2 separate regions of the Sus scrofa genome follow, and region 2 is linked to region 1. Evidence: chromatin contacts called from public Hi-C data. All regions are on one chromosome and are shown on one strand. The core of a region is the stretch at or near the end of the contact, and the rest is flanking DNA. Distances in the headings are between cores, read along the strand shown.

The links. Hi-C and Micro-C count contacts between places; a contact is called where the count stands out from the background.
Region 2: a Hi-C map of embryonic fibroblasts shows a contact between it and region 1, with 1.6 times the contacts expected there. The contact joins two enhancer-like sites. A contact is called at or near these places in 3 of 47 Hi-C or Micro-C datasets (embryonic fibroblasts, fetal heart ventricle and heart right ventricle).

The regions. Positions count from the first base shown.
Region 1 is chr6:142,135,925-142,141,565 of Sscrofa11.1, forward strand. The region is part of intron 3 of LOC106507649 (a long non-coding RNA gene); the gene reads right to left. It also overlaps a transcript of PTGER3 not described here. Among named protein-coding and RNA genes, the nearest start is that of PTGER3, 180 kb to the left of the region's middle. Within about 2 kb of position 3,512, at least 5 of the 83 cell types and tissues checked have an H3K27ac peak or open chromatin away from gene starts, as enhancers often do.
Region 2 is chr6:142,287,237-142,292,781 of Sscrofa11.1, forward strand. All of the region lies in intron 1 of LOC106507649 (a long non-coding RNA gene), which reads right to left. Among named protein-coding and RNA genes, the nearest start is that of CTH, 200 kb to the right of the region's middle. Within about 2 kb of position 1,760, at least 7 of the 83 cell types and tissues checked have an H3K27ac peak or open chromatin away from gene starts, as enhancers often do.

The DNA of each region.
Region 1 (5,641 bases), core at 2,262-4,761:
CAAAAACAGCACTCTAGAGAGGTGGCACATGACAGCGGGAAAGTTCCCTTGATGTGCCAGAAGAGTGATACCCTAGGCACCAGAGCTCCAAGCTTTCCCAGAGATCCTGTGCCTCAAGTGTGAGATGGAGCAGGAGAGTGGCCTGGTGGGAAGGACCAGATGCATCTGGAGCAATGGGAATCTCAGTAGTACTCAGTGGATCCACAGCCAGTGACTGCCTGTCCCATGATGTGGGGCTACCTGCCACTAACTCTAGGACCTCAGTGCAACTCCATGGTGCCAGGAGTCCCAACAGTGACTTCAACTGAATTTCCTGCCACCCTGGCTGAATAGGCTTAGAGAATAATTTCAGTTGATTTTATAAAAATAGATAAATGAGATATTTCACGTGTAGCTGTGTTTGTGGTCTGAATGTCACACCTGCCACACAGACTTTAACATCGCATAGAACGAGGGCTGAATAACCCTTAGGTACCCTGTTTAATTTCTCTGAGTCTCCACTCTCTCCATGTGCAAAAAGGAGATAAAAGTAGAACTTAATTCATAAAGGACTGCAGGTAGTGAGGATTAAGAGAATGTAAGGTTCAGTGCATGGAACACAGTGAGTGGTCAATAATGGTTGTTATTTTGACTCCGTTTTTAAAATGAATCGACAAGAAGTGGGACACAAAACATTCAGCCATTGCACAAATACGAGTTGCAAAGAGCAAAACACCACCAGTTATGCATGCTGTTTACAAGATAAAAATAAATTATTAATAGTTCTTCAAGAGAAATACCACTATCCCTCACAGGAAGAATATGAGAATTTGGCCAAGGAAAAACACGAACCACCTCCCACAACCTTACCAACATGGAACCAGGTCCCTCAGATCAACAAGTTTATTAGAGCTCAAACTCATGGAAAAGAACAATAGAGAAGCAATTCAAAGTACTTAATAGGGCAATGGCTTTTAAAAGATCAACTGCCACCCTTATCCTCCTTTTTCCCCACCCTTCCTCCAACACAACCACATCTGAGGATAAAGATATTTATAATTCTCTGGAGACTAACTGTAATAAACTTTTGACAAGCAGGCTGGTAAACCTGATAAAAAGTATCTTAATATGACAGATATACTTCTCAAATGGAATGTGGGAGGGGAGAACATACTTTAATTTTTGATAAGCTAAAATAGCACCTTAAAAATGGAATGACCCCGCATAAGGATTTAACAGCAGAGTCAATTTCAAGTCAGATAAGCCTCTAGCTATTAGGTAATCAGGTTTGCATTCATATTAGATTTCACATTAGAAGGCTTAGCATGACCTTAGGGGCTCCTTATTCTTGCCTTCCTCTATCCCGCCCAAATCATTTGAAATTAATCACTAGTCTCTGATCTGTTCCCCAGTGGCCTATGATGGAAAGAATCATGATTTAACAATTCCACAAATATTTTTTGAGGCTTTGTGCTAAACCCAGTAGCAAGGACACAGAGATGGACATGGTTCCTGCTGTCTGCCCCATCTCAAAACCCCAGCACAGGCTCCCCAGCTTCTAACAGGTCCACTTAGTTCTGCCCACCACCTGAACCACTTCCTGTGGCTCCAGCCACCCCCAAGTATGCCTTGGCATTTTTGCTTTCCTGTGTGATTACAGGGCAGCTATGACTCAAGATTCTGAACTCCTGAGGGTGAGCCTTTCTGCTGAAAAAGAGAGAAACTCAAGCATGAATTTCCTCCAATGCTTCTATTTTGCAGAATAAGGCTTTCACTTTGGCTCCTATTGCAGTTCTTGTTCTAGAAGTCTATGTTTCTCTAGACCCTGCTCAGGTGGCATGTGCCTTAATTTGATCAGTCCTGCCTCCCTGTGGATGGAAGTTATTATCCAGAGCATAACTTTGGTGTCTATGACTCTGTCACCAGCAGACAGACTTCCCTATTGACACTCTCTGGAATTTCCAAAATCCACTCGCCCTTAACTTTGTGTCCACATCTAGGGAACTGAGCTGCAAAAGGTTAAACCACCCAAATCCCAAGGACAGATATTTGGCAGCTAGTATTCATTGAATAAGGGAATAAAACATTCAGTCATTCATTGAGTATTGAATAAGTGCATGCTTGTGTCAGACACTATGTCAAATGCTGGAGCTTTAGAGACGGGAAGAATTAAACCTATTTATCAAGGAGTACATAGTCTCAAAGGGAAAACAAAGAGGAAGCAAACAATTATAAGGGATAAACAAGAAATATTCAAAAACACAATGGGAACGTGGAAAAGGAGAGCCAAATTTGGTTGTGAAAGATAGGGTGGTGTCATAGCAGAGGTGGGGTTGGAAGGAGTTGTCAAAATGAGATAGGGGGATCCTGTATGGAAAATTGCCAATAGGTGAAGTGTACCGAGTGGAGGTATATAGATTCCAGGCAGGGCAAACAGCCATGCAAAGGCCTGGGATAAAGAACAGCATGGTATATCCATGATATAAGAACCTTATATGTTTTGCTTTGGAGTTTAATCTTTATCTTATAGGCCCAAAATAGCAAATGAAATTAATCTTGAGGCTTATTGGTTCTTGCCTGTCACGGTACTCAATAAAGTCAGTTACAGACAAGGAAGAGAAGACTAACACAACGCTGCCAGTTTACAATCTAAGCACAGACAATCTCAACTCCCTGAAGAGTTTTGTTAAATTTGGAGAATAATGTGTCTGGATGTTTCTTTCTTGCCACCCCAATTGGGAAAGCTTTTTCAGGATGGAGCCAGATCTCATGGGCTTGTCTAGGGATCATGAAAGATCCTCTATCTTTCCAGCTATTTTTCATTCAAAGTAAACAGCCCATAGGTTCTGAATTGTGATAACTGCCCTTGAGAAGGAAATAGCAACTGGAGGAAAGGAATAAGCAGACAAAGAAAAATGAATAGTGTAATAAATGTCCTAAAGGTACATTTTTAACATCTAGAGAAGAAAGAACAGCAAAATCTTCCTGATGGTTGGAAAACGCATCATTGAGTAGATGATCAAAGATCCTTGCATGTCAAGTGGGAGTCTGAGGGTGGAGAAGGGTGTTCACAGATGAAGAAACAGCCTGAGCTAATAGCACACCATGCATGAGAGTCAACGTCTCTTCAGTGAACAGCACACCAGCTTGGCACTGCCAGGGTGGTGGAGGACCAGGGCTGGTGGAAGACATACCTAACAAGGGCAGGTTGGGCAGTTGTGCAGGGCCTTGTATAACGTGCTGAGAAGAGGTGACTTGAATAGAGCTGTTTTTTGGACACCCTTGATGAAGGAAGGAGAATGCATCGTACATTAGCAAAGAAAGTAGTTAGAAACCAAGTGAGGCATTCAGAGCAAAGAAATTGACCCAGAAATAAGGGCTAATAAGACCATTGACCTTCTGTCCTCCTGTCTGGGTGAAGTACAGAAATCCAGGTTTGAGTTCTGGTGCTTTGGCAAACAGCCCTGACCTTGTGTGTGGGCTATGGGAACACCTCAAGTACTTCCAGTCTGATTGAGCTGTCAGTGCCCTCTAGCGGTGGCCCACTTGATGGCTAGATGGTACAAACCATCCAATTCTACGTGGATTTCCCAAGTACCTGCCCTGTGCTGACTTTCGTCATAGCTGCTGGTGCCACAGATCTTTTAAGACATTGATTTTTTTTTTTTTACTCAGGCTCACAGTTTAGTAGGTGAGACACAGAGATGAACACATTCTAATAATAGCATGTGATCAACAGAAAATAACGTACAATCAGAAACATGCATAAGACAGTTTGTACAGAAGAGGGATAATTAACTTTTGGGTGTGGGGATGTTGATGGTAGTTTGACGTCTGGACTGGCAGCGAAAAGGGCCTTCTGGAAAATGTGCCTGGGCTCTGAGAGATTAGGACTTCTCAAGGCAATTAATAGGAGCTTTCTGGGAACAGAGATCAATATGGGTTATTTTGGAGAACAGCAGGTAACTCCCAAATCAAGGAGCAGTAAATGGGAACAGAATTAGGTAGATTTTGTAGTGACCCTGTCTGAGGCAGTCTCAGTAGTACCAAATGTTTCTCAAAGTGTTCCATTCAGCAAACAATTACTGAGCATCTTCTCCAGGCAATGTGACATGGAATAAATAATGTTCTCACCCTCAAGAGGCTTCAGTGTTAAGACACGTTCAGACCAAGATGTGAAGGAATACTTTGTATAAAATGCAAGTTATGCCCAAGCACCAGTGAGCATCAAAGGAAAAGGAGCATTTACACTGAAAGGGGCAGTCAAGGAAGCCTTTCCAAAGTAGGAAACCCTTGACTTGAACTTTGAAGAACAAATGAGTAGGAATTTGTCAGTAGGCAGTCAGGGGAGGGTGTGTTTCCATCGTTTCTGTGAAGTGTGATGGGCGCTGGCTGAGTGCCTTGCTGCCTCTTTGGTAACATTTTACTTTCCTCCTCAGGCTTCTCTTCCTCTTCCCACTCCTGCTGTGATCATTCCCCAAGGTTCTAGTTCAGCCCTCGGAGCTTTGCTTTGTTTCTCTCAGGGATTTTATTCACATCCATGGCCTCTACTTGAAAGCTCCAAACATTTTACTTAGTGGAGACCCCATATAACCCAGTACATCACTTTTCCCCCAGAAAGTCACACTGTCCCTAATGAAATACGCTCCAAACAGAGCCCATGATTTTTTTTTTTTTTTGCTTTTTAGAGCCAGACCCACAGCATATGGAAGTTCCCAGGCAGGGGATCGAATCAGAGCTGTAACTGCTGGCCTATACCACAGCCATAGCAACACTGGAATCTTAACCCACTGAGCAAGGCCAGGGATCGAATCTGCATCCTCATGGATGCTAGTCAGATTGATTTCTGCTGAGCCATGACAGGAACTCCTAAGGTGGTATTTCTAACAAGCAAGTCTGATCTTGCATGCTATGCCATTGCACCCCTCCTTCTTGCAAGGCTTCCATGTTTCCTACAACCTTCAGAATCAGGTCTCAGCAAATCCGGGTGGTTGGACAAACTTCCCCTGGTAGCTCTTCTAGCCACTTTTCTTGGCCTCTATTTCAAGGAATTCTCCACAAATTCCAAACTGATGTTGATTCCCTCTAGACATCACACCGTTTAATACTTCCCTGTCTTAAAAATGCTATCACCTAGAATCTTCTCCCCAGCACTCTTTCCACATAGAAAATTTCAATTTATCCCTCAAAACTCAGTTCCACATCACTTTCCCCAGTGAGTCTTCCGTGATTCTCCCTTTCCAATAGATAACCAATTTCTTCTCTGGGCTACTTCCAAACCATGTATGTATATCTATTACTGTATCATTGTGTGATGATTTGCTTACCAGTCTGTGTCCCTTGCTCCAGGCTGGAGCAGCAGTAAAGCAGAGTAATTAAGAAAATGGAATCAAATCCTAGCTTTGCCACTTATCAGAGTGAATTTGGGCAAGTAATTTATCTCCCTTCATCTTAGTTGCCTCATCTGTAAATTGGGGGTGATGATAATACACGCCTTATGAAGTTGTTATCAGATTAATGTATATCAAGCACTTTGAACAATGTTCTACAAAAATTTGCTTCGATTTTCAACTATGAGCACCTTGATGTTAGGAAATTATGTCTAATTCATCTCCATTTTCCCAGGGTCCAACACAGTGCCTGACACAGAAAGTATATGGAA
Region 2 (5,545 bases), core at 510-3,009, 150 kb after region 1:
AAAAATTTTACTAAATCACAAACTATTTATAACTTTCACAGAAATGAGAGGTTTTTGCATGTTTACTGAAAGAGGATCTGCTTTCAAAAGATCTGCTACCCTTCAATCACTAAGATATTAATCTTATTCTTTCCCACAAAACTAGTTATAAAATGTGTAAATATGTGTGTGTGTGTATATATATATTTTTGCTACCAAAAAAAGGAAATGCAAATAGAAGCACTTAGACAACATTTTCACCTATTAAAAAAGTGACAAACCTCTCTATGTGTACAGGTTTCCCATGTTTTTGATGATCTTCTTGGAATAAATGCTTCAGTATGGGATTACCAGATGAAAAACTATGAGGAATTTCATGGCTTTGGAAATACATAGCTAAACTACTTCAGAAAAATGTAATTACTATGCTGAAAGTAAAAATTTTATAACATTCTGCCAATATCAACTTCCTGGCATTAAAAAAAAAGGTTTTTTCACTTAATACACAATAAATTTTACTCTTCTTGGTGTATGGTCAAGTATTGACAAATATATATGGTTAAGTGACCACTCTACAGTCAGCACAGGATCGACCCTTCACCCCTAGAAGTGCCCTTTTGCAGTCAATCCCCTCTTCACTGCAACTCCTGGAAACTTCAATTTGTTCTCTTTTCTTAAAATTTGATTTTTCCAGAATGTCATATACTTGAGCATATACACCTTGAAGTCTTTCGAATATGGTTTATTTCACGTAACATCAGTCATTTAAGATTCTTCCATAGTACTGATTGAATCAATAGTCTGTTCCTTTATTGCTGAGTTGTGATCTACTGTGCGGACATACTACAGTCTGCTTATTCATTGATTATTTTGGTTGTTTGCAGTTTGGGGTTATTATAAAGCTACTGTAAACATTTCCATGTAAGTTTTTCTTTTTCCATGCAAGTTTTTATGTAAATCTAAGATATACTTCTACTGAGTTATCTGGATTTTCTAAGTTATTTATCCAATATTTTATTCTGTATTTTTTGAGTTCCTTTGTACAAATTCAAGTTCTCCTAGGAGATACCAGTACTCCAGTTTGAGAAACTGAGGCTTAGGCAAAACCATATCCAAGACAATGTACATAAAGCTCTTAGCTCTTAATCATAATTTGGAAAGGGATACAAAGATACTCTCATAAATAAGACTGTGAAAACTTAAAATATTCAGACTAGATAACATGGATTTGGGGGATTTTCTGGTTATTTTATTTATTTATTTGTTTGTTTGTTTGTTTGTTTATGTCTCTTTAGGGCTGCACCTGCGGCATAAGGAGATTCCCAGGCTAGGGGTCGAATCAGAGTGGTAGCCGCTGGCCTACACCACAGCCACAGCAACACCAGATCCGAGCTACATCTGTGACCTATACCACAGTCCATGACAACACCAGATCCTTGACCCACTGAGCAAGGCCAGGGATTGAACCTGCATCCTCATGGATAATAGTCAAATTCATTTCCACTGAGCCACAACAGGAACTCTTGTTTATTTTAAATAATGTTTACAACTTTCAAAACTTGCTTTGAATGCTTCTGTTGGTTATAGGGAAACACGTGAGAAGTCCCCAAAACTTCTCAAATGTAAAACCCCCAAATAACTTGAAATATAAATGGTCCTCATCATTTTGTAACAATCTTTTTAATTCTAAAAATAACAACTGTCCCTGCTCCTGAGGAGTTTACATACTCACCAGAGAAGGTTGTCTTGTATCTGGAGAGTGACATGCAACAATCCAGGACAGAAGGTTAAAGATATCAAAGGAGTGCAATGGCTAATAAGTGGCTAATGGAGTTCAGAGTTGGGAGCTGGGGGAAGGATTTGTGGGAGGGAAAAGGTAAAATGAAATTAGCCATGCCTTGAGGGAGAGATAGGACTGTTCATTTCAAGTTATAACCTTCTTCTATAGCTGGTACCCTTGGAGTGTGAAGGCAATTTAGACAAGCTCTTGGCACTGACCCTTCTCTCTGTGCTTGTACAGAGCTATAATGAGTCACAATACCACCCAAGATAATTAGAAAACCTCTTTGGCACCCAAACAACAAAATATAGTTGTCTGTGTGGCCAGAACACATCGTTAAGTGTCCTTTTCTAAATCTGTCTGATAATACCCACGTGATAGATTACACAACACCACTATTAAATTTAGAGAACATTAACAAAGAAGGATGGAGGGTGGATGACTCATTCTCAAGTACAGCCATCTGATTCTATTTGTACAGCAAACTAATCAAAGTCAGATGTAGTTAAGTCTCAATTCACATATAATTTTGCAGGCAGAAAATAATGGTGTCTTTCTGTAACACCAAGGAAGATAACTTTTTTAGCAAGTTTTCCATTATGTGCTAACCAAGAATATTATATAAAAAATAAAGAGTTTATATAAAAATATTTTTTCATTAAAAAACTCATATACAGAGTTCCCATTGTGGTGCAGTGGTAACAAACCAGACTAGTATCCATAAGAACACAGATTCAATCCCTGGGCTAGCTCAGTGGGTTAAGGATCCAGCATTGCTGTGAGCTGTAGTGTAGGTCACAGACACAGCTCAGATCCCACTTGCTATTAGGCCAGCAGCTACAGCTCCGATTCAACCCCTAGTCTAGGAACTTCTGGGTGCCTCACCTGCAGCCCATAAAAACAAAAACAAATCCAAAAAACTCATATACGAGCATATACTTACCTCTTCATTTTCCATCTCTCCCTCTCTTTTAGTTTTCTTCCCTCCTACCACTTCATTTCCAGCCTTTCACTCATCCCTTCTTATGGGCACATACCACAAATGAGCACAGTTGTCAAAGTGGGTTATTTACTAGAATAACCTAGAATATTTGCTTCCCAGACATCTAATAATGAAAAAGTATAAGACTATTTGTTATTAATTACTGCATCTTAAGTGTGATTAAATTATATACACATATATAATTAAGTCATGAATATGCATTTGTTCATTAATCAATGTGGCAAATACTAATTACAGGTCTGCCATGTGCCAGGCACTGAAGATACAGAGATTAAATACATGACCCTGCTCTTACTATGCTCAGAGTCAAATAGTTGAGACCAAGAGATCAATAAAGCACAATTGTAATAGAGTGCAATATGCAATAAATAGGGAGAGTATTTTCTAGGGTGTTGTGTGAGCACAGAGAAGAATCACTTAACCCACATTGAGGTAGTAAAATCTATGGAGCTAATCCTTGAGCTAAGGCTTAAAAAAGGTAAGTAGAAGGAACCCAGATTAAGAGACCAAAAAGAAAGGAGTGTCTTGGCTAGAGGATACAGCACATAAGAAAAGATGTCTCATGGAACCGCCAATGGTTTTATAAGGCTGGCATGTATGGTGCATTTGGAGGGCTTCTATAGTAAACCTGAATTCACATTTTTAGTTTATGAGATTCCCAACTTTTCAGTCATGACATGTCTCTTCCTTTCCCACAAGTCAAACATTTCTAAATAAATATGGAGTTAATTTACTTTTTCTGGAGGATTAAATCTGTGCACAGACCCTCTATGCAGTTACCAGCCATGCTGTATGATGCCAGTCACAAAGACCTCCCCCAAAAAACCTTCTATAGCAGAGCCTGCCTGTGTTCACCAACACACCTTCTCTCCTCTTCCTCCTAAACTAAATCACTTTTCTTGGCCTCCTTCCTAATAGGTTGGCATCTTGAAACCAAGTGGTGTATTCTGATGTATGTAATCTGTTTCCAATACTGGCCTATAAAAAACTCCATTCTCACTCTTCCTATTTTATAGTAGTCTAAGATAATGAAAGTGGCAGCACCATGAAATGGAAAGAACCCGTATTCCAGAACAGCAGCTTGGAGCAAAGTCCCTTCACTGACCTATACCAGGTTGTGCTGTGAGCACAAAATAAACCCCAACTGTATTATGCCACTGAGATTTTAGGATTGTGTCATTATAACAGTTAATCTGAGCTCAATGTTTGTGTCATCCTCCAACCCTATATCCAGTATATGTATTTTTGACTAATTTTTTAATCATTATACTGGATATCATTAGTGTGTATCAGTATTCTAAACAACATAACGAATTTTTACCACCTTCATCATAGAAGTCTGCCACACCTATCGTTCTATTCTGGCTCATTTGAACTGAACTTTTGTGTCCTGTTATACATCTTCTCTAAACGAGAAAATTTTGTAGTTTTTAGGGCCTTTCTTTTTTTAATAGATAATTTTAATTTTTTAAGTATTTTTATTTTTTGGGGTTTTTTATTTTTCCTTTTTTAAAATAACAGTTGATTTACCATGTTGTGCTAATTTCTGCTAGAGCAAAGTGACCTAGTCATACATATATACACATCCTTTTTCTCATATCATCCACTATCATTTTCTGTCACAAGAGACTGGATACAGTTCCCTGTGTTATACAGTAGGCCCTCATTGCCCATCCGTTCTAAATGTAATAGTTTGCATCTACTAACCCCAAACTCCCAGTCCATCCTACTCCTTACTCCCTCCCCAGCGGCCACCACAAGTCTGTTCTCCATATCTATGAGTCTGTTTCTGTTCTATAGATAGATTAACTTGGGGCCTTTCAGAAAGAAAGAATATCTACTAAAGTGATTTTATTCACACTCTAGATGATTCTTTCTGGATTTATTTATTTATTTATTTATTTTAGTCATTGGGTATTTTTTCAATACTCTTCTCTTTCTTCTCTATGATACTCCTATATTGTGGTTTCCTTCTATCAGAAAGCAATTTTTCTGAACCAATCACAAGAACTGAAATTGAAACTGTGACTAAAAAACATCCAACAAACAAAAGTCCAGGACCAGAAGGCTTCATAGGACAATTCTACCAAACATTTAGAGCTAACACCTGTCCTTCTGAAACTATTCCAAAAAATTGCAGAGGAAGGGATACTCCCAAACACATTCTATGAGGCCACCATCACTCTGATATAAAAACCAGACAAAGATACTACAAAAAAAGAAAACTACAGGCCAATCTCACTGATGAAAACAAATGCAAAAATCCTTAACAAAATACTAGCAAACCACATCCAACAATACATTCAAAGGATTGTACATCATGATCAGTGGGATTTATCCCAGGGATGCAAGGGTTCTTCAATATCCGCAAATCCATCAGTGCAATACACCACATTGACAAACTGAAGAATAAGAACCATATGATCCTCTCAATAGATGCGGAAAAAGCCTTTGACAAAATCTAACACCTATTTCTGACAAAAACACTTCAGAAAGTGGGTATAACAGGAACCAACCTCAACATGATAAAGGCCATATATGACAAACCCACAGCTAACATCATTCTCAATGATGAAAAGCTGAAAGAATTCCTACTGAGATCAGGAACAAGACACGGATGTCTGCTCTCCCCACTACTCTTCAACATACTCATCACATCCAAAAGAATAATAAATACCTAGGAGTAAACCTACCTAAAGAGACAAAAGACCTGTACTCTGAAAACTATAAGACACTGATGAAAGAAATCAAAGATGACACAAATAGATGGAAAGATATACCAT